7 separate regions of the Mus musculus genome follow, and all the other regions are linked to region 3. Evidence: chromatin contacts called from public promoter capture Hi-C data. All regions are on one chromosome and are shown on one strand. Each heading gives the region's core, a stretch centred on a gene start, on an enhancer-like site or on the middle of the called end of the contact. The rest is flanking DNA. Distances are from core to core; before and after follow the strand shown. Region 1 holds the start of Syce2 (synaptonemal complex central element protein 2). Region 2 holds the start of Dnase2a (deoxyribonuclease II alpha). Region 3 holds the start of Ccdc130 (coiled-coil domain containing 130). Region 4 holds the start of Junb (jun B proto-oncogene). Region 5 holds the start of Dhps (deoxyhypusine synthase). Region 6 holds the start of Trir (telomerase RNA component interacting RNase). Region 7 holds the start of Ptger1 (prostaglandin E receptor 1 (subtype EP1)).

What was found. Promoter capture Hi-C pulls out the DNA fragments that hold promoters and counts their contacts.
Region 1: a promoter capture Hi-C map of cranial neural crest shows a contact between it and region 3. The contact joins the promoter of Syce2 here to the promoter of Ccdc130 in region 3. A contact is called at or near these places in 10 of 39 promoter capture datasets (the 3T3-L1 cell line, 3T3-L1-derived adipocytes, cranial neural crest and 4 more), 1 of 115 datasets of contacts at active chromatin or transcription factors (large pre-B cells) and 1 of 9 other capture datasets (liver).
Region 2: a promoter capture Hi-C map of liver shows a contact between it and region 3, with 4 times the contacts expected there. The contact joins the promoter of Dnase2a here to the promoter of Ccdc130 in region 3. A contact is called at or near these places in 6 of 39 promoter capture datasets (the 3T3-L1 cell line, cranial neural crest, liver and 2 more) and 1 of 115 datasets of contacts at active chromatin or transcription factors (microglia).
Region 4: a promoter capture Hi-C map of pre-B cells shows a contact between it and region 3. The contact joins the promoter of Junb here to the promoter of Ccdc130 in region 3. A contact is called at or near these places in 6 of 39 promoter capture datasets (the 3T3-L1 cell line, the SN4741 cell line, cranial neural crest and 3 more), 1 of 484 Hi-C or Micro-C datasets (forebrain) and 2 of 115 datasets of contacts at active chromatin or transcription factors (bone marrow-derived dendritic cells and bone marrow-derived macrophages).
Region 5: a promoter capture Hi-C map of pre-B cells shows a contact between it and region 3, with 2.5 times the contacts expected there. The contact joins the promoter of Dhps here to the promoter of Ccdc130 in region 3. A contact is called at or near these places in 2 of 39 promoter capture datasets (erythroid cells and pre-B cells), 2 of 484 Hi-C or Micro-C datasets (B cells and CD4 T cells) and 1 of 115 datasets of contacts at active chromatin or transcription factors (bone marrow-derived macrophages).
Region 6: a contact with region 3 is called in a promoter capture Hi-C map of pre-B cells, with 3 times the contacts expected there. The contact joins the promoter of Trir here to the promoter of Ccdc130 in region 3. A contact is called at or near these places in 11 of 39 promoter capture datasets (the 3T3-L1 cell line, the C10 cell line, cranial neural crest and 6 more).
Region 7: a promoter capture Hi-C map of liver shows a contact between it and region 3, with 2.0 times the contacts expected there. The contact joins the promoter of Ptger1 here to the promoter of Ccdc130 in region 3. A contact is called at or near these places in 3 of 39 promoter capture datasets (liver, neutrophils and pre-B cells) and 1 of 9 other capture datasets (liver).

Annotation. Positions count from the first base shown.
Region 1 is chr8:84,870,235-84,874,021 of GRCm38.p6, reverse strand. Syce2 (synaptonemal complex central element protein 2) reads right to left here and starts at 1,911. Exons shown (of 5, transcript NM_027954.3): 1 at 1,769-1,911; 2 at 1,190-1,302. The coding sequence starts at 1,783.
Region 2 is chr8:84,907,201-84,910,585 of GRCm38.p6, reverse strand. It overlaps Dnase2a (deoxyribonuclease II alpha), which reads right to left and starts at 1,831. Exons shown (of 6, transcript NM_010062.4): 1 at 1,716-1,831; 2 at 1,424-1,601; 3 at 1,251-1,329; 4 at 896-1,060; 5 at 617-814. The coding sequence starts at 1,810.
Region 3 is chr8:84,268,200-84,271,670 of GRCm38.p6, reverse strand. It overlaps Ccdc130 (coiled-coil domain containing 130), which reads left to right and starts at 1,269. Exons shown (of 10, transcript NM_026350.3): 1 at 1,269-1,329.
Region 4 is chr8:84,976,477-84,980,059 of GRCm38.p6, reverse strand. It overlaps Junb (jun B proto-oncogene), which reads left to right and starts at 1,312. Exons shown (of 1, transcript NM_008416.3): 1 at 1,312-3,151. The coding sequence starts at 1,631. The coding sequence ends at 2,665.
Region 5 is chr8:85,070,466-85,074,012 of GRCm38.p6, reverse strand. Dhps (deoxyhypusine synthase) reads right to left here and starts at 2,256. Exons shown (of 9, transcript NM_001039514.1): 1 at 1,960-2,256; 2 at 1,397-1,561; 3 at 597-718; 4 at 414-510; 5 at 246-332. The coding sequence starts at 2,166.
Region 6 is chr8:85,025,566-85,028,905 of GRCm38.p6, reverse strand. It overlaps Trir (telomerase RNA component interacting RNase), which reads right to left and starts at 2,073. Exons shown (of 3, transcript NM_026760.3): 1 at 1,672-2,073. The coding sequence starts at 2,007.
Region 7 is chr8:83,665,143-83,668,497 of GRCm38.p6, reverse strand. It overlaps Ptger1 (prostaglandin E receptor 1 (subtype EP1)), which reads right to left and starts at 1,854. Exons shown (of 3, transcript NM_013641.3): 1 at 1,582-1,854; 2 at 1-619. The coding sequence starts at 602. It also overlaps a transcript of Pkn1 not described here.

The sequences.
Region 1 (3,787 bases), core at 662-3,161, 600 kb before region 3:
CATCTACCACGCATACAAGCACACTGGGTTCCATCCTCTATACAGCAAAAAAGCAAGAGAGCAAACAAAGTAGAAAATGCAGAGTGGATCACATATCTAAATAAATGAAAAAAAAATCACAAAATTAGAATATTGGAGAAAATCTAAGTGACTTTGATTTTGGTGTCTTTTGAGTGCCTCACTATATAGACCATGCTGGGATCAAAGGTTTATGCCGCCAAGCCTGGCTGTTGATGTCTTATTTTTTTGGTTTTGGTTTTTCAAGACAGTGTTTCTCAGCGTAGCCCTGGCTGCCTGGCTGCCTTGGAACTTACTTTGTAGACCAGGCTGGCCTTGAGCTTAGAGCCCTGCCTTCCTCTCAGCCTCTGGAGTGCGGAAATAAAAGGCACGTGCCACTATGCCCAGCTTTTTTCACCCCTTTTCTGTTGATGTCTTAAATAAAACACACACACATATAAATCCACAAAAGAATTGAGAAACTAGCCGGGCAGCAGTGGCACATGCCTTTAATCCCAGCACTTGGGAGGTAGAAGCAGGTGGGTTTCTGAGTTCGTGGCCAGCCTGGTCTACATAGTGTGTTCCAGGACAGCCAGAGTTACACAGAGAAACCCTGTCTCCAAAAAAAAAAAAAAAGAAAAAAGAAAAAGAAAGAAAAACAAAAACCAAGAGAAAATGAGTCTAAACATGAGGATTCTATGCATCCTGAAATTAAACCTTGTGGATATCAAAAGGAGACTGCCAGTACCCAGAACCAATGTGGGCACCTGTTGTTAGCATTTCCTGTAGGCTCCGCCCAAGAGTTACCTAGCAACAGCCAGGTAAGACCCTGGCTCACAGGTAAGGACTATTTGGCTCTGGTGTCTGTCTCCCCTCCCCTCCTCTCTCTCCATCTTCCCTCTCTCTCCATCTTTCCATTTCCTCCCTCTTTCGCTCTCGCTCTCTATTTTCCTCCACCTCTCCCTTCTCGCCAGTAAACTTCCTCTATATGAGGTCTGTCTCATGGCTGTCCTCACGAGGACACCTAGGCCGGGCCCGCCACGGTGCTCCACTTGTCCTCTGCGGCTTCATAAAACACCAACCTGGAAGGTGTTAAATCACCCGTGGACCAAGGCCCAGGGCAGACCACGTGGAATGACCTACGTGACCAAGGCGGGGCCCCGGAAGGGCAGCTGGGCCTGTCACTCCTCACCTCGGGGCCACTGAGCCGGGCGTCTCCTCGTGGTTCTCACTCTGCCGATGCTCTCCGCTCTCCACAATCGCCGGCGGCTCCTGGTCCTTTAACTCCACGGGAGGCGCGGCCACCTGCGAGCGCAGCCAGCTCTGAGAGGCGGGGTGGGGAAGCTCAAAAGGGACGCGCTAGCAGGGAGGCCCCGGGGTCAGGACCCTCGGGGCCGCAATGGGGGGCGCGCTAACACCTTCCCGCGGAGAGTAGTTAAAAGGAGGCCGAGTGTGGCACACGCCTCGAACCCCTCCTCAGCCTCGGGAGGCGGAGGCAGGCAACCGCTGAGGGTTCGAGGCCCGGCCTGGTCTACACCGTGTGCTGTCTTCGACCAGCTCCTGAAGCGCACCGCACCCCCTCACAGCCTCGTCCACCAGGCCCCACCGTCTCGTTAGTCAGGAAACCTCGCCTCTCCCGGCAAGAGGCGGCTCCAACCGCGGGGAACAGGGCCCGGGTTCGAATGTGTGGAGGAAGTCTCTGTTCCCCGCGGCCCTAAGCCCCGTCGCCCGCCTCCCGCCGCCCGCACACGGGAAACCGCACCGCACTCACTCCGTGGCGCTCCATTCCGTCTTTTCCCGCCTCAGCGCCCTCTGCGCACGCCACGCCCCCTGCACGCCCCGCCCCGAGCACGTGCTGAATGAAACGCGCCCTGGCCCCGCCCCCGCCCCCCCCCCCCCGGGGGCGGCGAACTCGAAGGCCCTCCGAACTGGCTCTGCCTTTTGGGCTATGCTGGTGCTATGTGGTAACAGACGGATTTGTGTTGTATGGACCGGTGGGCGTCTGAGCTCATAATGCGTAGGTGCGGGACTCGGGGTCACCTGTGGCCCTCAAGAGTTTGAGGAATTCACACTGCGTCAGAGTTCCGCCCCTTCGATCTACAGTTTGTGTGGCGGCAGTGTCTTTTTAAGACAGGGTTTCTCAGTGTTTCCCTGACTGTCCTAGAACTAGCTCTGTACATCAGACTGGCCTCAAACTCACACTCTCCTGCCTCTGCGGCTAGAGTGCTGGGATCAAAAGTATGCGCCACTAGTGCCCAGATCAAATTCTTTTGGAACAGGGTTCCACTATGTCCCAGCCTAGGACTCTGTAAACCAGGCTGACCTAGAACTCTGAGATCAGCTTGCCTCTCTGCCTTGGAATTGAAGGCAGGCACCACCTAGGAACAACCTTCATTTTATTTTATTTACATGTTATATATGATTTAAACTACTTTTGGGCACCTTCCAACTAAGGCCAGAAGAGGGCATCAGATCCCCTAGTTATAAGCCTCCTGGCATGGATTTTGAAAACCTAATTCCTGTTCCCTGATGCTCTTCATCGATGAGCTGAATTTTATTTTTGTTTTACGTTTGACCTATTTTGTGCATGCCTATGTGCCATCCACTCCGGGAGTGTGGAAGTCAGAGGACAGCCTGAACGAGTCCACAATCTCCTTCCACCGTGTGGGTCATGGAGATGCAACTCAGGTCATCAGACTAGGCAAGCACCTGTACCCACTGAGCCATCTAGAGGGATCTCTTGTGTTTAAGTGGTTTTTTAATACACATTTTTACGGGTGTGGGTGTTTTGACTGCATATATTTATTTCTATACTACGTGTGTGCATAGTGCCCATAGTGGCCAGAAAAGAGGTTCAGGTCCCCTGAGGCTGGAATTACAATTGTGAGCCACCATATGGGTGCTTAAAATTAGACTTGGTCCTCTGCAGGACAAACCAGTACTTAACCTCTGAGCCATCTTTTCAACCCTTTCTGTTTTTGCTGCTACATCCCTAGCAGCTTGGGGCCTGAAATGCTATGTGAGGGAATGAAGAAAGGACAGACACACAGTGAAACTGGGATCCGGTGGCTTCTCTAATGCTATGGCTGCAACCTGGACCCTCAGCTATTTATTAAATACAGCACAGCTAGTCTTGGTAGGAAGAATCTGGGGGTGAGCAATCCTAGCCTGCAAACACCAGGAGAGGAAGCCAGATCTGCTAGCCTTTGTACACTGGTTGATTATCTGGAAGCCATCATTCTGGAACTCTAGGGAAAGAGTTGCCGTTCCTCCTGAGCCTGGTTCATATAGGTAATTGATTAGACAGGTTTTCCAGGGGTCAATTGGTCTTGGACTCCTGTGCCCAGATTAAGATATACATTCAGGCTGGACTCTACCTACTCAGGGCTCCCTCTGCTTGCTTTCTGTCTCTGTATAGCCCTGGCTGTCCTGGAAGCTCTATAGACCAGGCTAGCCTCAAACTCAGAGATCAGCCTGCCTTTGCCCCATCAAGTGCTGATTCAAGGGGGAGGGGTATACCACCAAACCCAGCTGAAAAACTGGCACTCCTAAAATACATTTCCTTTTATTACTGTAGTGATTAAAAACTAAAACTGTTATAAATGTTGCAAAAATAACTGGCAGATCATAAATTTATTGATAGGAGGCAACAAACTAAGTGTTGCTGGGTGATGGTGGTGCACAGCTTTAATCCCAGTGGTCAGGAGGCAAAACCAGGCCCATCTGAGGCCAGCCTGGTCTACAGAGTGAGTTTCAGGACAGCTAGGGCTACAGAGAGCAACCCTGTCTG
Region 2 (3,385 bases), core at 582-3,081, 640 kb before region 3:
GCAGCCCCTATTAACAGGTCAGGTCCCTCTTCAGGTCACACCTGCAGCCCTAACACTCAGAAGCTGGAACAAGAGGCTCTCAGATGGAGTCTAGCCTGGAATGTACAGAGAGGTCTTACACAAACACATAGGCTGGGCATGGAGACTCGAGCCTTTAAAGTCTGCGCTGAGACAGTAGAGGCAGATGGCTCTCTGAGAGTTCCAGACCAGCCAGGGATACACAGTGAGGGCCTGCCTCCCCACACCCCTAAAGGGAATCCTTACCAAACAATTATGTGTTATTTCACAACCCACTAAGGGAACCCTTAATATCCTAATTTTTCAGGTGAGCAAACAGGCTCAGGTTGTATTGTATATTACACATCCAGAAACCAACATTTGAACCTAGGTCTTGGCTGACTTCAAGCTTCCATCTCCGCCCCCACAGTGCTGAGGTCACAGATATGTATCACCCGCCCAACCCGTCTGCTGGCTGTTTACTGCTCATAGTTATTATTGTAATATGACTCCCAAAGACATCTGGGCTCTAAATGTGTTGCCCGCAGGCCTAGGGATACTAGGGACCCCCTTCTACAACGAAAGTGCCCTCCCCCCACCCCTCAACATCAAGGCTTACCATCTCCAAATTTTCCAAATTTGGCAAAGCTCTGGAAGGTGGCCCCAGCTTGGGAAGTGAGTATTACACTGCTATTCCAGGGCTCATGGAGGACATGTTGGTTCTTGATCACCGTCTCTAGGTCAGGTAATTTCTGAGCGAAGAAGCCTTCCAGCTTGTGGTCATAGACAAGGGGATAGGTGTAGGTTAGCTGCTTGCCTAGAAGACAAGGCGAGGGAGCCGTGTGAGACTGGTTCCTCAGAGGAGTTTGAGGCTTGGCTTCTCAGTGATTCAACTCACCAATCCTTGCAAACTGAGTGAACGGGAGGGACACACAGAGTAGGGTCTGGCCGAAGGTTTGAGCATTAGGAGGCCAGGTGTATGCACCAGAGGACGCAGGGGGTGGGAAGCGAGGCACACTGTGGACCAGCCAGAAGCCCCCTTCTTGGTCCAGGAGCAGGACACCTGAACCAGAAGGAAGAGGTCAAGCTAGCTCACCTGCAAGCAGGTACGGGGCCTCAGATGGCTGGGGTCTTAGAGCGGGAAACGGAGGCCAGTGACAGGGCAAATCCCCACCCTTCATCAGGCCAAAGGTTAGTAAGGGTAAAATTTACAATTCAGGGAGGCTCCACGACCACCAGTCCAAGCCTCTCACCCTTCGTATGCCCATGGCCGGTAGAGTCCCGAGCTGAGCTGGATTTAGGAGGTTGGTCGTTGTAGAGTAGAAAGGCCAGCTAGGAGAATGCACAGAGGCTATGTAACTACCCTCCCTTCCCCGCGAGACCCACCACAGTGTCCCGGCCCGGGTTCCGACGGCACTCAAGTCACCTGGCTGGAGTTCTTTCGGTACAATGGCTGCAAGCTGCGGCCCACGGCTCCCTCCGAGCTGTTGATGTACCCTACACCGTCTTGCCAACCGTCGGAGTTCTGGTCCATGTATTTATACGTCAGTCCCTTTGGAGTATCCCTAGACCCGCTGTGAGCCGGCAGCTTGTATACCACGAACCTGGAGGTCCGTGAAGACATGAGGTTGGGGGAGAGAAGGAATCTGAGGTTTTTTGGATTCCCGCGCCGGTCCCCAGGCAGTGTGCGGGGGACAGTCCCGCGACTACTTACTCACCAATCCACAGGCTGCCCGGAGTCCCCATAGCAGCTCAGGGCTTCGGCAGGGACCCACAGCAGCGCAGCCAGCAGCAGCGATCTCAGTGTTGCCATGAGGCGACAGCAATGGACTCTAAAAGACCCGGGGACAGCCGGGTCACGAGATTCAGATGAACTTCCCCTAAAAACCGAAGAGATCTGTGTCCCGGCTTCGCGAGGGTGGAGACGAAGCCCGCCAGGCCCAATACGGAGGCGGGGCTTCCTATGAAGTTGTCCCACAAGCGGACCCCGCCTCCTCCAATGTCCTCCCCGCCCCGTCCTCCCGCTTCTGGCCGACTCAGCTCCGGATAGGCTTCATCCGTGGACACGCCTCTCCCTTGGGCATTGGCTGTCACGTGACTTCTAAGGCGCTCCAAGTTCTGGGGCTTTTTTGTTTTGTTTTTTATTCAGGTTCTGAATTAGGAACAAATCTGTCTTTCTATTTCTTTTCCATTACTGCTCTACAACTCTTTTAACTTTTTGGATGGTCTTGCCTACATGTATGTTTGTGCATCACTTGTGTGCCTGGACCGGTCCAATTCTTTCCTTTCCCCCGTTCTGTTTTTTTAGACAGGATCTCATTATGTGCCCCTGGCTGGCCTGGAACTCCCTGATATCTGCCTGCCCCGGCCTCTGCTTCTGGAAGGCTTTTTAAAAGCATGCAGCAATTTGTTTTTAAAGATTTATTTATTTATTATATGTAAGTACACTGTAGTTGTCTTCAGATACACCAGAAGAGGGCATCAGATCTCATTACGGGTGGTTGTGAGCCACCATGTGGTTGCTGGGATTTGAACTTCAGACCTTCGGAAGAGCAGTCGGGTGCTCTTACCCACTGAGCCATCTCACCAGCCCGCATGCAGCAATTTTAAAGAATGCAGCAATTTTAAAGCTTGCAACAATGCAACAATTTTTCCTGGTCCCCTCCCCCCCCTTCTCTGACCTCTTAACACTGTGGCTTACCCTTGAACTCCTGATCTTCCTGTCTTTACCGTCCAAGTGTTCAAATCACAGGGGTGCTCATGCACGTCGTACGTACGTGTAAATGCACGAGCACATGGCACAGCATGCAAGTGGAGGACAGGACAGTGTGTGGGAGCTTCTCCTTTCACCAGATGGGATTTGGAGGTCAAACTCAGGGCAGCGAGCTTGAGAGCAAGCACCCTTAAAGGCTGAGTCATCTTATCGGCCCTTCTCTTTTTTTTAAGACAGGATCTCATTGTAGCTCAGGTTAGCCTGGAACTCTCAACTTTTGCTCAGCTTCCTGAAGGATGCTGGGATTATAAATATGAGCCAGTCTCCAGCTTTTACCTTTTTTTAAATGTGTATCTGTGTGTGTGTGCCTATGCCAGTTTGCATGTATCAGATGTAGGCTGTGCAGACACCCATAAGTGTTAGATCCCAGGAGTTGGAGTTACAGGTGCTGGGACCTGAATGCCATGTGCTCGTGCATTTACACGTACGTACGACGTGCATGAGCACCCCTGTGATTTGAACACTTGGACGGTAAAGACAGGAAGATCAGGAGTTCAAGGGTAAGCCACAGTGTTAATAGGTAAGCACTATGCGGGTGCTGGGACCTGAAGTCAGGGCCTCTGCAAAAGGTGCTTATAACCACTGAACCATCTCTCCAGCCACCACCACACCTTC
Region 3 (3,471 bases), core at 20-2,519:
AGCCAGAGGGGGAAGAGAAAGTCTTCTGGAAAGAGATTTCACCCAGTTCTAGGTTTTGCAGACCAACTTACAGGATGAGACTGAAGCCCAGACAATGGTGGGTCAATGGTGGGCGGGACCACACCTTGACCAAGACTGCTTAGATGTGAGATCCTTGTACCTTTAAACCATGATCTCACACCAGAACTTAAGAGTGTCCCTTCCCCGAATCGCTTTCTAAAGTGCCACCATTGAATAAACCTCTTTTTTTCTGCTTTCTACTTTTTTGGTGGGGGTGGGGGGGCAGATTTTTTTCGAGTCAGGGTTTCTCTCTGTAGCCCTGGCTGTCCTGGAACTCACTCTGTAGATTCAGAGATCCACCTGCCTCTGCCTCTCTAGTGCTGCGATTAAAGGCGTGTGCCACCGTCCCCCGGCTTTGCTTTGTACTTTTTGTTTTGGGTTTTTGTTTTGTTTTGTTTTTTGAGACAGGGTTTCTCTGTATAGCCCTGACTGTCCTGGAACTCACTTTGTAGATCAGGCTGGCCTCGAACTCAGAAATCCACCTGCCTCTGCCTCCCAAGTGCTGGGATTAAAGGCGTGAGCCACCACGTCCGGCATTGCTTTGTACTTTTAAGATTTATTTACCTGAACAGGTGTTTTGGCTGCATATATGTATGCACCACATACTTGCCCAGAGACCTACAAATATCCCTCTGACTCTACTTCCCTCAGTCGTGGCACACTAGCACTCACCCACACACATACATATGTATTTTTTTGAGACAGTGTACTCCTGACAGGCCTTTGATTATGTAGACTACCTGCCTCTGCCTCCAGAGTGTTGGGATTAAAGGTGTTGGCCACCACGTCTGGTCATAAACATAATTTTTTAAAATCCATAAATAAATAGCCTGGGCTGTATTGGTAATCCCACTACTTGGATATCACAAGGCGAGTCAGAAATTCAGAGTCATCTTCAGCAATATAATGAGATGCAGGGTCAAACTGGGATACAAGAAAACCGGTCTCAAACGTCAGTCAAATCAAAGCTTAAAAATGACGAATCAGCTCCTTCGAAAACGCAACCGCCAGGGAGGGCTGGGCGGTGCCAAAGTAGATCTTCCGGGAGGAAGCCATCTCCAATTGGACCACTCCCGGTGGGCGGGGCTTCTAACGGCTAGACAGGCCTGAATTGGTCAGTCTGCAATAGCCTCAGCCAATCAAGATGACGAAAGTGCCTCGCTCCAGCTTGCGCAGGCGCTTTTGGGCCGCAGAGGCGGGCGCTCTGCGGGTTCCTGGCTCCGGGTGTGCTTCCGGGCTGGTGGAGGCGTGACGTCAGGGAGAGGGCAGGTAGGTACGGGGTGAGGACCGGTCCGCGACGGCAACGGGGGTGGCAGGTCCTCAATCCCACCACTGCGTCCTGGCACGGGAGATGCTGTATCTGCGGACGCGAGCGGGTTCCCAGGGCCCAGCCTCCGTTTTAGGCCAATGGCACCTCTAGGCGTCTTCATGCTGAAGATGAGCCCTCCTAGCCTGAATTGAAACATAGTGCTTGGGAACAGTAGCTTGGGGGCCGGCAAGGTGGCTTAGCTGGTAGTGGCGCTTGTGGCCAAACCTGACAACATGAGAGTTCGACCCCTGAGCATGTTGAAAGAATCGATTCTTGTAGGCTGTTCTCTGATCTACATTCTCACTTCGTTGCACACTCTGCCAACACACGCAGAACAAATAAATGTAATTTGTAAGGGGCTGGCGAGGTGGCTCCGCGGTTAAGAACTTGACCTGCTCTCTAGCAGAGGACCAGGGTTCAGTTCCCAGAGCTCACAGCTGCCTGTATCTCCAGAGAATCCAACCCTCTACCCTTTCCGGTCACCTGAACTCACTTCTGCACACACATACACATAACAAAAATATTTTTTATAGTTGTTAGTAAGTAGGAGAAATTTGAAATTGTCACTTTTCTTTGTCCCATGCCTGTTCTTCTCAATACTTAACACCTGTCATGACTCCCAAAGGCAGTCTCAGCGGCTGAATCCTTTAGAAAACTTTTTTTTTTCCCCAAATGGAGAAACTGGGATCCAGGTAGCCCCTGGCCCAGAGTCAGGCAGCTAGGAAGCAGCAGAGAGGAGATTGATGCCCAAGCTGTGGTCTGCTGTGGCATTTGAGGTCAGGAATGACCCTTGGCACAGAAGAGCCCCTGTGCATCCACCTGAGCAGACTGGGTGTAATCTGGCTGTGATACTACCTGTGGTGATTAGCCATTTAAGACTTCAGAAGCTGAGGCTGGAAGATCTGGAGTACTAGGCCAGCCGGGATTACACAGAAAGGCATGTCTCCAAAACAAACATGTTCAACATTGTAAAGCAGACCCCAAGCACATAGCACTTCAAGCTGGGTGTCCACACTACCAGCCCATACACTTTTTCATTATAGCAAACCCCAGAGTCACTCCCGCTCCCATTTCCCTCTGTTTTTAATTTTTGTTTGTTTTGATTTTGCTTTTTGAGACAGGGTCTTCCTGTCTGGTTCTGGCTAGCTTGGAACTTGGCTTTGTGGACCATACTGGTCTCGAACTCAGTGTGTACCCTCCTGGTTCCACACACACACACACACCCCGAATGCTGGGATTAAAGGCATACACCATCACTCCCTGGTCTGTATTCTCTTCTGACAGGCGATGAGCAGGCACTCCACAACAGTCAGACCCAGGTCCGCAGCTGGTAAAGAATGGAGCTTGAATTTAAACTCAGGTAGCTGTGCCTCGCAAACCTGGCTGGGCATTGAAGTACTTGGCCACCAAAGGTATCTGGGTCAGGACGTGTGATGATGACTCAGTAGGTGAAGACACTGACACCAAGCCTGGCTATCTGAGTTCCATCCCCCATGTGGGGGAAGGAGAGAGTTAACTCCTCCTCTGACCTGCACACAATGGCACAGTCACACCTGGACACACACACACACACAATGTTTTGTTTTAATTTAGGGGTGGAGAGATGGCTCAGTAGTTAAGAGCACATACTGCTTTTCTGGAATATCTGAGTTCAGTTCCCAGTCCCCATGTCAGGTGACTCAACGGCTGCCTGTAATTCCAGCTCCAGGGAGTCTAATGTCCTCTCCTAGACTCTCTGGGCACAAGCACACACTATTTAAAAATAAATTTCTCTTTTAAAAACCTTACCCCTGGAGGTGGTGATGCACACCTTTAATCCCAGTGCTTAGGAGGCAGAAGCAGGTGGATCACAGAGCGAGTTCCAGGGCTAAGGCTACACAGAAAAACCTTGTCTCAAAAAAAAAAAAAAAAACAGATACAAACAAAAATAAAAAATCCTCAAGACAGCTGAGAAGAGTGGAGAAAATCCTAAATAAATGCAGTTTCTGAATTCTGGCACTTCAGTTTGCATTTGAAGCTTTGCCCCACACAAACAAATGCCCTGCCAACATCAGCCTCTGATGCTCTGTGAGTCCTCCGGGATCACTAAATGAAGAAAGAGA
Region 4 (3,583 bases), core at 63-2,562, 710 kb before region 3:
ATCCCCCTCCAGCCGGCCAATGGAACAGTCCTCGGCTGCCAGGCTTATTAGTCGCCGATGGTTGCAGGCTGAACCATTTCTAGATGGGGGAGATCAGACTATGACTAGAAGCGTCTGTAGCTGGGTTGTGACTTCCCCAAGGGTCGCTTGCCGAGGTTCCTCTTCCCAGGCGCAGAATTTGGCAGGCCCAGGGTAGGGTGCACCATCCCCTAGGCTCACAATGACGAGACAGGGCCGGGCTCTTTCCCCCTCGGGGCTGTTGCCACACTTCCTGCCTCGGCTCTCTTTCCCTAGCCTGTTTCTAAGGAAGGGAGTGGGGTTGGGCGACCGCACCCCAGCTATCCCGCCCCATCGGCCCTCCAAAAGCTGACAGGATATCGGGCGAGCCCCGGGTGACTAAGGGAGGGCTTTGGGCTGAGGTACTGGGCATGTCAGTGCCCTAGGGACCACCTACGAGGTACAGCCTCATTCGTACAAGTCCTGGTCTCTGGGATCCTCCGAGTCATCTTCTCAGGAAGATCTCAGATACCCTCCTGTCATTGCCTTCATAGCTCGGAAGGAAGCTATGTCGTGACCATTTTAATTCTCTGCCAGAGTTCTGCAAATATCCACAATGACCCCAACCTTTGCTAGATATGTTCCCATCTTTCTACTCCGATTACCTCAGCGTCCCCAGGACCTTTGTTCTGAATATCTAAATTGACCTCCCCAAAATTCCTTCCCTTTTCCACTTATGGGGAAACCCTCAGACTCATCTATGGACTCTAGAGCCCCTACTCATTTCTTGTACAATAGGTACCTGAGCCCTGTTGTGTCTTGGCCCTTTCCTCCCAACTGACAATTCCAGTTCTTTAAGCACTTTGTACCCGGGACCTCTGGTTAATTCCTAGGCCAAATGTTAACAATTGCCCCTGTTTTGTATCTTCTCTGTTTTCTGGGGTCTTCTACTGTATTGTCAGTTCACAAGCCACAGCTACCCTGGGTCCCACGAGACTTTTCCGGGGATATCCTAAGGTATCCAATCTCCACTTGCAGTGTATCTCATAAGCACCTGGCTGTACTCCCGCAGTTCTAGCCCCTATGTGCCTCGGCCCCTCAACATCCCTTTGCTTGTGTGTCTCTGTCTCCACAGCCCCTCCCCCTGCAGCCGCGCAGAGCCACCCGGCTCGTGGCCGCTGTTTACAAGGACACGCGCTTCCTGACAGTGACGCGAGCCGCCTCCTCCCCTTCCCCACGCTCTAGGAGGGGGCCGCGGGGGCCTGGCTCCCGCGTCGGCCAATCGGAGTGCACTTCCGCAGCTGACAAATTCAGTATAAAAGCTTGGGGCTGGGGCCGAGCACTGGGGACTTTGAGGGTGGCCAGGCCAGCGTAGGATCCTGCTGGGAGCGGGGAACTGAGGGAAGCGACGCCGAGAAAGCAGGCGCACCACGGAGGGAGAGAAAATCTCCGGAAGCCCAGCAGCGCCTTTACGCACAGCTGCCAACTGGCCGCTGCTGACCGTCTCCAGCTCCCGAGGACGCGCGACCGGACACCGGGTCCTGCCACAGCCGAGGACAGCTCGCCGCTCGCCGCAGCGAGGCCCGGGGCGGCCCTTCAGGGGGACCTTTCCCAGATCGCCCAGGCCGCCCGGATGTGCACGAAAATGGAACAGCCTTTCTATCACGACGACTCTTACGCAGCGGCGGGATACGGTCGGAGCCCTGGCAGCCTGTCTCTACACGACTACAAACTCCTGAAACCCACCTTGGCGCTCAACCTGGCGGATCCCTATCGGGGTCTCAAGGGTCCTGGGGCGCGGGGTCCAGGCCCGGAGGGCAGTGGGGCAGGCAGCTACTTTTCGGGTCAGGGATCAGACACAGGCGCATCTCTGAAGCTAGCCTCCACGGAACTGGAGCGCTTGATCGTCCCCAACAGCAACGGCGTGATCACGACGACGCCCACGCCTCCGGGACAGTACTTTTACCCCCGTGGGGGTGGCAGCGGTGGAGGTACAGGGGGCGGCGTCACCGAGGAGCAGGAGGGCTTTGCGGACGGTTTTGTCAAAGCCCTGGACGACCTGCACAAGATGAACCACGTGACGCCCCCCAACGTGTCCCTGGGCGCCAGCGGGGGTCCCCAGGCCGGCCCAGGGGGCGTCTATGCTGGTCCGGAGCCGCCTCCCGTCTACACCAACCTCAGCAGTTACTCCCCAGCCTCTGCACCCTCTGGAGGCTCCGGGACCGCCGTCGGGACTGGGAGCTCATACCCGACGGCCACCATCAGCTACCTCCCACATGCACCACCCTTTGCGGGCGGCCACCCGGCACAGCTGGGCTTGAGTCGCGGCGCTTCCGCCTTTAAAGAGGAACCGCAGACCGTACCGGAGGCACGCAGCCGCGACGCCACGCCGCCTGTGTCCCCCATCAACATGGAAGACCAGGAGCGCATCAAAGTGGAGCGAAAGCGGCTGCGGAACAGGCTGGCGGCCACCAAGTGCCGGAAGCGGAAGCTGGAGCGCATCGCGCGCCTGGAGGACAAGGTGAAGACACTCAAGGCTGAGAACGCGGGGCTGTCGAGTGCTGCCGGTCTCCTACGGGAGCAAGTGGCGCAGCTCAAGCAGAAGGTCATGACCCATGTCAGCAACGGCTGCCAGTTGCTGCTAGGGGTCAAGGGACACGCCTTCTGAGAGCCTCCCTTGCCCCATACGGACACCCCCAGCCTTGAAGGCTGGGCGCCTGCCCCCCACTGGGGTGAGGGGGGCAGGCGATGGGCACCCGCCAAAAGGCCTGGGGCGCAGCTCACACACTGGACTCCGGCCCGCCCGCCTGCGCCCAGTCCTTCCACCTCGAGGTTTACATGGCCCCCTTCCAGCGTATTTTGTATGTTTTTTTTTTCTGCAAAGAGACTGAATTCATATTGAATATAATATATTTGTGTATTTAACAGGGAGGGGAGAAGGGGGCTGTCGCGGCGGAGCTGGCCCCGCCGCTTGGTACTCAGCCTGCGGGGATACTAGGGAGGGACCTCCGCCCCCTGCCCTCCCCCTCTGCATAGTACTGTGGAGAAGAAACACGCACTTCGTGTCTAAAGTCTATTTTAAGATGTGTTTGTGTGTGTGTGTTTGACTTTTTATTGAATCTATTTAAGTAAAAAAAAAATTGTCTTTATTAATTTCTGTGGTCTCTTTTTTCTTCCAAGCTGGGCGGATGGAGGGAGAAGATTGGGCTACCCCAAGCACGGTGCTGTTTGTAGCTCGCTCCTTTCAGGTATCATAAGGTTCAGTACAAACGCCCAGACCTCCTATCCCCTGAGTCCTGGCACCAGACGCTGCGCAGGCGGGCAGTGGCGGGGAACAAGCTACCCAGGACAAAACGCGGAATGTGCAAGCATGACCCCGCCCAGCAGAGTGCGCCGGGGCTTTCCCCGCTGACGTTACGGAAGCTCTGCCCATATATGGGCCTATTCAGCTCAGTGACGCCAGCGCGGTCTCCGGGCAGATTCCGGGAATCCCCTCCCCCCCGCTCTGCCGGGCAGGGCCGCGGCGCCGGGAAGGGGGCCGGGATTTTCCCGAGCAGGCGGCTTTCTGGGCGCGGAAAGCCCCAGG
Region 5 (3,547 bases), core at 1,007-3,506, 800 kb before region 3:
CACTTCCAGACTCTTGTGCTGCACTGTCCCTGGGTGCACAGTACCCTGGGTCAGGCCCCACTGACTTCTAGGGTACTACACTAAATCCCGGGAGTGTAGGGGCATAACTAGGAGAACCTTGCCATCAAGTGATACACCTCGTCTAATTTGGGGAGACCAAGAATAATTATAGAGACGCTCAGGTAGCTACAAAGACAAAGTCAGTACAAGCCAAAGCCTGGGAATACCGTCCCCACCCAACCCACCTTATGGGCCCAATAATACACAGAGTCTGGGTTGTTGATCTCCTTCCCAAGCCGGGAGATCATCTTGGAAGGTGTCCACTTCACACCCTATCATGGGAGAGAATATCGTATTAGCTCATATGTCTTCTGACTCTTACTATGCAGGTCCCCGAGCCCTTCCAGCCCCACCTCTGTGTTCTGCTCCAGCACCATCTGGTCCAGAATGGGCATGAGCCAGTCCTCAAACTTGCAGTAATTGTCATTCGGCACCAGCAGGTTTCCAATCCTGGAAATGGGAGCCATGCGGGCATGGGTCACGGGGATCCTCTGCCCAGCTTCCCCGCCCCGACCACTACTCAAAGCCTCCCTCACCTGTTGATCCCACTCTCCCGGAGCTCCTTCCCCCTGAGGCTGAACTCGCCAAGGTATGTGGGCGCCAGGCATTTGATGAGATCTTCTTCCACACCTCCAGCAGTGGTCACCAATACATCCACCTGTGGTCGGTCGCAGGCAACACTGACCCCCCCTTCTAAGCAGCAACCTAACCTGGGTGAGCTCATCCAGACCTAAGCATGAGCGCTACAACAAAACCAACTCCAGGCCAGGCCTCCCTCTGCCTGAAGCAGACCCACAGCCAGAAAAAGTGGCACGGTCTTGCGATCCCAGCACTCGGAAAGGAGGCTGAGGCATGAGGACTGCCGGGATGTCAAAGAACAATACTCCATCTCCTCACACCCTTTTTTTTTTTTAATCTATTTTGGGCGGTGGTGGTGCATGCCTTTAATCCCAGCACTTGGGAGGTAGAGGCAGGCAGAATTTCTGAGTTCAAGGCCAGCCTGGTCTACAGAGTGAGTTCCAGGATGGACAGCCAGGGCTATACAGAGAAACCCTGTCTCAAACAAAACAAAAACAAAAAAGACTAAAAGATGTATTTAATATATGTGAATACACTGTCCCTCTCTTCAGACACACCAGATCTGTAATGGCATCAAAAGATCCCATTACAGACGGTTCTGAGTCACCATGTGGTTGTTAAAAAGCAAACCCAAATCTTTCACAGGACCGCAAATAATCTCTGAGCCTCTTCATTTCTCTTAACTGAAAAATAACCCTTTTTTTTTTTTTCCTACTGGCCCAAGGAGGCTGGGGTTCCAGAGCTAACGTGGACCCACCATGTTGTGCTGCACGAGGTATCGAATGGTCTCCCGGATGCCTGAACTGATGAGGTTGGAAGTATAGCCCAAGAAAATGGTGCAGCCTGTAAGTGGGCGGCGGCTCTGAGTCAGGTCTGCGTGATGATCTTCATCTACAGCCAGTGGCTCCAGTTTTTTCTCAATCTGGTCATAAGGGCACAGGAAAGTTGCACTAAGACTCCAAACCTCAGTTGAGGTACCCTACCTGGCCTGGATTCCAGAGGTTGATTGCACTCAGGGAGACTACTACAAAACCAAAGCACAACCCCTGGGCAGACCCTAACCCTCCCATTCCAGGTCCAGGTCTGTCACTTGATGGTTTGAGAACCACCCAGTATCTTCAAGTCTCCTTCCACCGGGAAAATCGAACCCCGGGCTCCCCTAGCGTTAAGCTCCTCCTACAAAGCCCTTTTGGATTTTTAACTCCAAGCTCCACCCATCGCAGAACTCTAGTTTACCCGGACTCCGCCCTCTCCCGGACGCTCACGCGGAAATCCGCGCGCAGCGGCCCGGCATCCCGCCCGGGTGGCCCCGCGCCTCACCATGGCGTTGACTTGCTGCACCGCGCGCCCGAAGTTGGTAGCCTGGAAGCCGGTGGTGCGGTAGGCGTCCAGAAGCGCATGGTAATCTACGCCGCGGTTGAAGTCGTAGCCTTGGACCTGGGCGCTCTCGGGCGGCAACGCTGAGCTGTGCTTGAGCACGGCGGCCAGCGCCGAGGAGGGCGCCGCCCCTGGCGGGGTCCCTTCCATGTGCTCGCGGCCGCTCTCAGGTCTCAGCAGCCTCGGCGCCCTGAGACCCGCAAAATCCCTCAGCGAGGTCGGCCGGAGCCCAGGAAGTGCGACTCGAGAGCCTTGGGGGCGTGGGGCGACGAAACCGGAAGTCACTTGGTCTCGTGACCTTGGGCAGCGCCCGCCGTCCTGGTAGCCGCCATTTTATCCCTGTGTTCCGTACATGTGGTCCAGGAGCTGTTACTGAGCTTCAAGCATAGGGAAGTGCCTAGTTTGCAAGCTGTCTCTCTGTCCAAATATTCTTGTCCCCCATGAGCGAAGTGATTGTTTCTTGGACGGTGTCCTTGAACACGACTTAGGGCATCAGGCAAAAAAAAAAAAAAAAAAGAGTTGCAGCCTTTTGTCAAATGGAATAGTGTTTTCTTTTGATGCTTCTTCCAGTCTCCACAAACTTTGTTGCCTCCTCTTTTCCCCCTCCAGCCATAGCTCAATTTTAACTGGATCATGGGCCTCTGGGGAGGCAGGGATGACTGCCATCTATTTACCACGAGAAGCTTGCTGAGAATCTATCATGCATCCTCTTAATGATACACTGAGCCTAGGACAGGGGCACCCCTTCTTCTGGTTTGTGTAGTCTAGACTAGAAATAGTGCTCTCTGCTGGAAGCTGAGATTTAGCAATGGACAAGACCTCTGACCTCCCGGTGACCATAGTATGATGAAACAGAAAATGGTTTAGTGATTAAACCAGGCTTGGGACACACTGCAATCCAGAGGTCGAGGCAGAAGAATCTCGAGTTCCAGGCCAGGCTGAACGATAGAGAGCAGGACCCTGTCTTAACAAAAGGGACCTGTGTGGCTAGGGAAATAGATGTTAGTATGGTCCTTGCTTTTTGAAAAAGCAAGAGTGTGGATTGTATATGTGCGTTCAATTACCAGAACTCAAGGGGCTTGGGGGTTGACAATACCAGTAATTCCAGCTCTGGGGAAGCAGAGACAGGCAGATCCTTGGGATGGGGCCTGCAGAATGACTCAGTAGCCAAAGGCTTACGATAGAAGAAGAGTCTGGATTCCCATACATTCTCTTCTGACCGCCACAGCAGGCCATGCATGCACAAGGTCATAACACAGGCTTGAGGACCAGGTGAATGTCTTCTGAGAGTGACATATGAGGTTGTCCTCTGGCCTACAATCAATCAATCAATCTCTCTCTCTCTCTCTCTGAAGAGGAGGAGGAGGAGTTGGTAACCTGAGCTGAAGGAAAAGGTGATTGGTGAAAACTGCCAAGACCAGAAGACCCAGAAAATTCCTATTACATAAAGACTTCAGAGACACTATTTTTCCAACGATCCCCTTCATTTAACCAATATCTGCCATCAGTGCCCAGTACCACTACCTGGAGG
Region 6 (3,340 bases), core at 824-3,323, 760 kb before region 3:
GTCACATCAACCCAGGCCCTGTTACTTTCCACTTCCTCTAAGAACAGTCTGGCTCTGGGTTTTCACCCTGGCCCCATGTTCTCCCTTTAACTGGGGGCCTTCAAGAGATTATCCTGTTCTTACCCTTTAACTAGGCAGTGACTGCTGGACTATTCCCACAATCGCTTTTGTGCAATACTGCAGGTGGAATCTAGGATCCCATGCATTCAAAGCGATCTTCTGCTGAGTTAAATCCCCAGATCTCGTTTCTGAGACGGGGTCTCACTAAGTTGCTCAGGCTGGCTCTGAACTCATTCTGGACGTCAGATCCTTTCACGTCAGATCCTTTCTCAGCTCCTGAGTAGCTGATACTACAGGCACACACTACTGGACACACACACACACACACACACACACACACACACACACACACACACACTGTGTTGTTTTTAGAAACAATGTAACCTTTGTTCAGACTCTGCAATCCTCCTGCCTCAAGCACCACAGTGCTAGGATTCCATGTATGTGCCACTTTGGAGGCTCACACACACCCCCTTTTAAGACCTAAACAAACTTAAGCCTTACCCCAAACCACAGAACTGGATCCAAGATTTGACCCACAGTCTGTTATTCTCAAACCAACATTTCTTCCTCCCCACTACAAGGTCTCAACATCAGAGACAAAGCAAGCTCAAAACTAACAGAGTATATGTCCAACTTATTTAACCCGAGGCTCCTCAACATGACACTTGACATTTTCAGCTAGATCATTCTTTGTTATCCCTTGCGTTATAGGATACAGAAGAGCATCCCTGCTATCTACCTATAGATGTCACTAGCATCTCCTCTTAAGAGTTTGACAACCAAAATGTCTACAGACTTTACCAAATACATGAGGATGAAGAGACTTGCTCCCAGTAGAGAACCACTGGTCTTGTTCTTTAAGAGTCTGTTCTGACTTTCCTAGGACCACTTCATGAAATACATCAAAATCTCAATTATTAGAACTACAGAAAATCAGGATAGGCCACCCACACTCCAAACAAACAACGTTCTTTTCTGTCAAAGACACCACCAATAAATACTCAGCACAAGATAAGGTGCTAAATAAATGGACATTAGTTAAATAATAAAGAAAGGAATCGATTGATCTTGCTAAGGCCACAAAGTCGGTGATTTGCTTTTTGTTATTGGTTGGTTGGTTTTGTTTAGTTGGGACAAGGTCTCACTTTTTCGAATTCTCCTCTTCTTGCATCCGGAGTGCTTGTAATACAAGGCGTGTACCACCACGCCCGGCTACGGTCCGTGGTCCGAGTCGAGTCTAACGATTACAGCAGACTCGGGATTTAAATGTGTCTCCTCTTTTTCCCCCACATTATATGTGGGCCTCACTATTCAAAGTCTGGGTACAAATCAAACGGGAATCCTAGCATCTAGGGCCCCCTAACCCCAGAGCGCTGCTTCCAATGCAATTTCCCGGTTCTCAGGTCCCACGAATGAGATCTAAGGATTCCCATTCCCGCCCAGAAACACCTCTGGTCCGGAATCCAGGCTCGAGATTCTCAGCAAGCGACCGGGACCGTCCAGGCAGCCGGGCGGAGGACTGCCTTGGACCATGACGCCCCTTCCCGGGCCCGACTCCCCCAGCCAACGCGGGCCCCGGCGCCCGCCCCCACCCCCGCGGCTCCTTACGAAGCTGAGCGTGGGGCCTGGGCCGCCCTTCCTCTTCGGATTCCCTGGGCCCGCCGCGGCGGAGGCCGGTGGATCGGGTCGCTGCGGGCCCGGGGGTGGCTCCTCCTGCCGCTGCCGCTGCTCCTCCTCCATCTTCCGCTTGAACAGCTCCAGGAAGCTGCCATCGTTGGCAAACAAGTTCACACCGCTGGACACCGGACTCGAGCCCGACACCTCGTCGTCCCCACTCTCGGGTGACGTTCCCGGTCCCGACTCAGCCCATCGGCTCCTGCCGCTGCCCGCCGGGCCGGGCGCCTCCCGACCCGGAGGCTCCGCCCGTCTCCCTCGGGCAGCCATTTTGTGGCCAGATGCCGTGCAAAGGACGTCGGGAAAGGCTCTCAGACCGCGCGCTTGGCGCGGGACTGGCTTCGTCTGGAGCAATGCATGCTGGGAAGAGAGGTCGGAACCCAGAAGCCAACGCAGAGTGGGCGGAGCTTAGGTGGGGCCAAAGGGTTCTGACCTGGCCACCAGGCGATGGAGCCCAGAAGCCGGTCCCTTTCCTTCTGGTCCTCGGTTCCCTAATCCTGCTAGATACGAGTTAGCTAAGCAGCCAGAAGCTCCCCGAGAATGGGACCATCGTTTGGGACCCAGGCCCCCTGTAAGGGCTAAGAGAACAATCCCAGGCAGCCACCAGAACTCTGTAACTGAACGGATCTTGTTTGGAGCCTGTGTTTTCAATTGTCCCTTGGGAACTTGTGTGGCCCCTAACTAGGTCTACAAAGCATATCTAACTTGATACCTCCTATTAGAATGGAAGCATCTCCAGGTTTGACATCTGTCTCTGAAGTTAATCTCTTAGCTTGAAATAAAAATACCGCTGGCAGCGGGGCGTGGTGGCGCACGCCTTTAATCCCAGCACTCAGGAGGCAGAGGCAGGCGGATTTCTGAGTTCGAGGCCAGCCTGGTCTACAAAGTGAGTTCCAGGACAGCCAGGGCTACACAAAGAAACCCTGTCTCGAAAAACCAAAAAGAAAGAAAGAAAGAAAGAAAACCGCTGGCTGCGTGCAGCTAGACACTGCCTGAGATTAGTATTTAAAGAGGCTGGAGCACTAAAATGAAGCCGAACGTATTTCCAGGCTGAGAACCTAAGACTTAATGTTTTGAGCTGCGTACTGCATGAAGGGACTAAGGACCCTTGTATTCTTTCCCAAGGACAGGGACTCGATTAAAATTGCATTTGCTGAACTTGGAGCACACCCAGAGAGAAAGCAGAGTGCCAAGCGCAATAAGAGTTTCAGAAATTAAAGTTCTTTCTACAAGGACGACTTGTTGCAGGAATCATTCCTGCCCAACATGGGAGTTCCGGGAACACAGGGGGAAAGTCTGCATACTCTGCAGCAAATGGAGTCTTTTAATCGACCCTCAGCCAAATAACCAGTTCGTTCGTAATTGGTTTGCGACAGAAACCATGTGGCTCACAACCAACTGGGTAACTGGAGGACCGGAAGAGATGTTGAGGTCCAACACAGAAAGTAAGGGGGAAATGATAATCAGGAAACTGAGCCTATGGAATCAAGAGCTACCTCTGCTCTAACTTCACGCAAAAAGCTTGGCCAGGATGTTTGCCTGGTTGCTAAGGAGAGGTTGACGCCTGCAGGGACTTGAGCGTGACTAGTGGAAGTAAGACAAG
Region 7 (3,355 bases), core at 605-3,104, 600 kb after region 3:
CGCCAACCTCCACGAGGCCCAAGGCTAATAAAACACCAGGTGCCAGGGTACTGTAACTCGTAGCGACCCACGTGTACCAGTGGCAGCAGCGCCACTGCCAAAGCCATGGCAGCCAGCACGGCTAGTGCCAGGCGTGCGCGGGCCACAGATACGCGCGCCGCGTGGATCAGTGGCTGCGTGACACCCACACAGCGCTCTACGGCCATGCCACAGCCAAGCAAAAGTGGGCACAGGCCGAAGAAGACCATGCAGCCACCCAGGAAATGACACGCCCCTCCAGCAGGCGCACGCCCCGCAGTATACAGGCGAAGCACCAGGGCGCCCGGGATCACATGGCCTGCTAGGTCGATGGCAAGCAGGCTGGCGACGAACAACAGGAAGGTGGCAGCCGAGCGGCGCCGCCGCATTCGGCCTGCAACCTGGGCCAGCAGCGCCAGCGCCAGCACGTTGGACACAGCACCCAGCGTCATGGAGAAGATAGGCAGCGCTGGTGATGTGCCATTATCGCCTGTTGGCAGCACCACAGATGTATTGGGGAGCCTGGGTGTTGCGCACGTTGCTGCCTCATCCGCTAGGCTCAGGTTAAGCCCGCAGGGGCTCATATCAGTGGCCAAGAGGGCTGCGTAGATAAGAAGAGGGCACAGTGAGGTAGGGTCCCAACCTTCTGTGCCCAGGGCACCGCCACATGACCCTAGCTGCTCCATTTCAGATCCTATTCACCTGTCACTGGCCCCATCTCGTGTCTGGCTTCATTCTGCCCTCGTATCTGCTGGGGGTCTTGACTGACCTGGCACGGGTCCCGGGTATCTAGTCTCATCTCCACCCCACCCCCACCTCCACGTTTCCACCCCATCAGTTTCCTGGTCCATGATCCCATGGGATAGACCCTTGCCCATTTCTGATCCCAATTTCCACTTTCGTGTCTGCCTGCCCATCTCTCCGTTTTCAGAAGTCTCCTTGGCTTGCCCTGGAACTGGCCAGGCTAACCTTAAATTCAAAAGATCCACCTGCCTATGCCTCCTGTGTCTTGGGATTAAAGGCTCACACCACAACTAGCTTTGGTCACCTTTTAACTCTGTCCTTGATGTCCCTGTTCCAACAACGCCACCACTTATAGTTCATCTCTTCCAATGGCCGTGTGCCTGTCTCCAGAGACTGATCCAATCTGCAGTTAGATCTCTTCCCCAAACAACCCATCTCTACACCTATAGACCCGTTCTTGTGCCCCAAGGCCTCTATGCCACATCTCTGGTCTCCGTGGTCCTCTCTGTCCCCACAGACCCCTGCTACCCCGAACCCATCTCTGAACTCTATGGTGCTCTCAGATCCCATGGGCCCAGCTCTTTTCCAGAATCCCATCTCTGTTGCCCTCTCTTGTCTCCATGGCAATCTCTCACCAGTCTGGCATTGCCTCATTCAGATGCCCATCCCATACCCCTATTTGAACCGCCCCCGGCTTGCCCATTCTCTAGTTGAGAGGAGATGGACAGCCTAGGACTGAGAGCCATTAAACAGCAAGAGAGCAGGAGGGCTATAGCTAGCCTTCTTTGGCTTGCTATCCTCAATGTCCCAGCTTCTTACCCAGTGCTGCTCAGGATGCAGGGTCCCCATGGCCTGGAACTTGGCTCCTGCTGCCTGCTCCAGCTACTCCCTGGCTCCCGGCAGGCCGCTCCCTCTTCCTGGGGCGGCTCCTCGGCTCCGTGCCGCCTCCACCCGCACTTCACTGGCCTCCAGGGGCTGCTCCACCCCATGCATGTCTGCTCTCTGGGGCTGGGAGCCTTGAGTGGGCAAAACTGCTGGCAACAGTCAGGGCAACTGGGCCCAGCTCCTTCCCGCCAAGGACTGAGGTTCTCTGAATTGGTTTGGTCTCTGTGACCCCCCTCCTCTCAGCGGGGCAGGAGCAAACCCCCACACCCTCACCCGGGCCTCTTGCCCGCCTCATTAATAAAGTGGATAAAATCTAAACACTGGAAAATGTGAGCATCGCCTGGGGCAGGCTGGAAGGGCTATGAGTTCCCGTGGGGGGCGGGGGGGGGCAGGAGAGTGAGTGTGTGTGTGGAGGAGTGTTGTCCTCATTGGACTTGAGGGGTTGGGAGTTGCCTGGGTGTGATGGGAGCTAGCAATGCCTCCTACCCTTGCCTTTATGGTTGTCACAGTTGGGCAGAGGTGGGCAGCCTAGACCAGGGCAACAGGGAGTCATCCTAGGTGAAGAGAGGTGGCTAAATGACTCAGGGGAGCCAGGCTATCATCTGTATCCTGCCTTATGGGGAGGTAGGCAATTCATAGGGCACCCTGCATCCATAGCTATGTCTCACCTTCTGTCTTGAAAAGGGGCACACATGCAGCCACTGTCAGCTTAGTCATAATGGGGAGTAAACACTGGATAGCACTCACCATTGCTGACTGTAACATCTATCCCCCCTCCCCCATATGAAACTGATGCTTACCTCAGCACTGGGTGTAAATCTCACTGTCACTGTAAGTCTGTTCCCAGCCCCAGAGCACACCTCCTGATGTAGTCTCCCTTAAACCAATGCCCATGGACCCCGAGAACTTGTCCTGAGACACATAATCACATCTCTAAGGCCTGTTTATCCTGAATCCCCCCCCCCAAAAAAAAGAAAGAATACACCAGAGACCCATGCACACACTGAACACAGCTCCCTGAAACTCACTGCACCCAAGGCTTACCCACAATAATCACAGCTCTGGTTCAACCTGGCTACCAACCACCCACTACACATGGTCCCAGCTGCTCCCAGCAGACATGCGAGACCCCAGTATAGGACCTGGGCTACAATTCAGTGACAGAGCACATCCTTAGCATGTATGAAGCCCTGGGTTCTACTATCAGTACTGAAAATGGGCTTGTGATCAGGGATAGCAAGTAGCCATCTGCAGGGCTTCTGTCCTATATCCAGGATACCCATCTCCTGCCTGGTACCAGGGAACCAGTACCACTCAGCCTTCCTGCAGCATCTCTGCTGGGCTTACCCCAAACATTCCTATGGTTGCTGGAGAGAGACCTCTGGCCTGGTTCCCCTTGTTCCAATTGCCTCCCCTCTCCCCAAGTCTGGCCAGGGTCCCACCCCACCCTTTCCTTGATCTCCTTAAATCCTAGGATGAAATGGACTGTCAAAACAAGCTTGGCAGGTTTACATCTCTGTGAAGCACTGTGCCATGGATGCCTGTCCCCTGAGTACAACTAGGGTAACAGGGCAACAGGCCTTGCTGCCACACACGGGGGCTCTCACACAAGAGGAGCATATGTGAGGCCTGGGTGAGTGGGGAACCAGGTCTGAACCCCAAGCCAGCCAGAAACTCCAGCACTGCCTGGAAGCTTGACGGCCTCCAG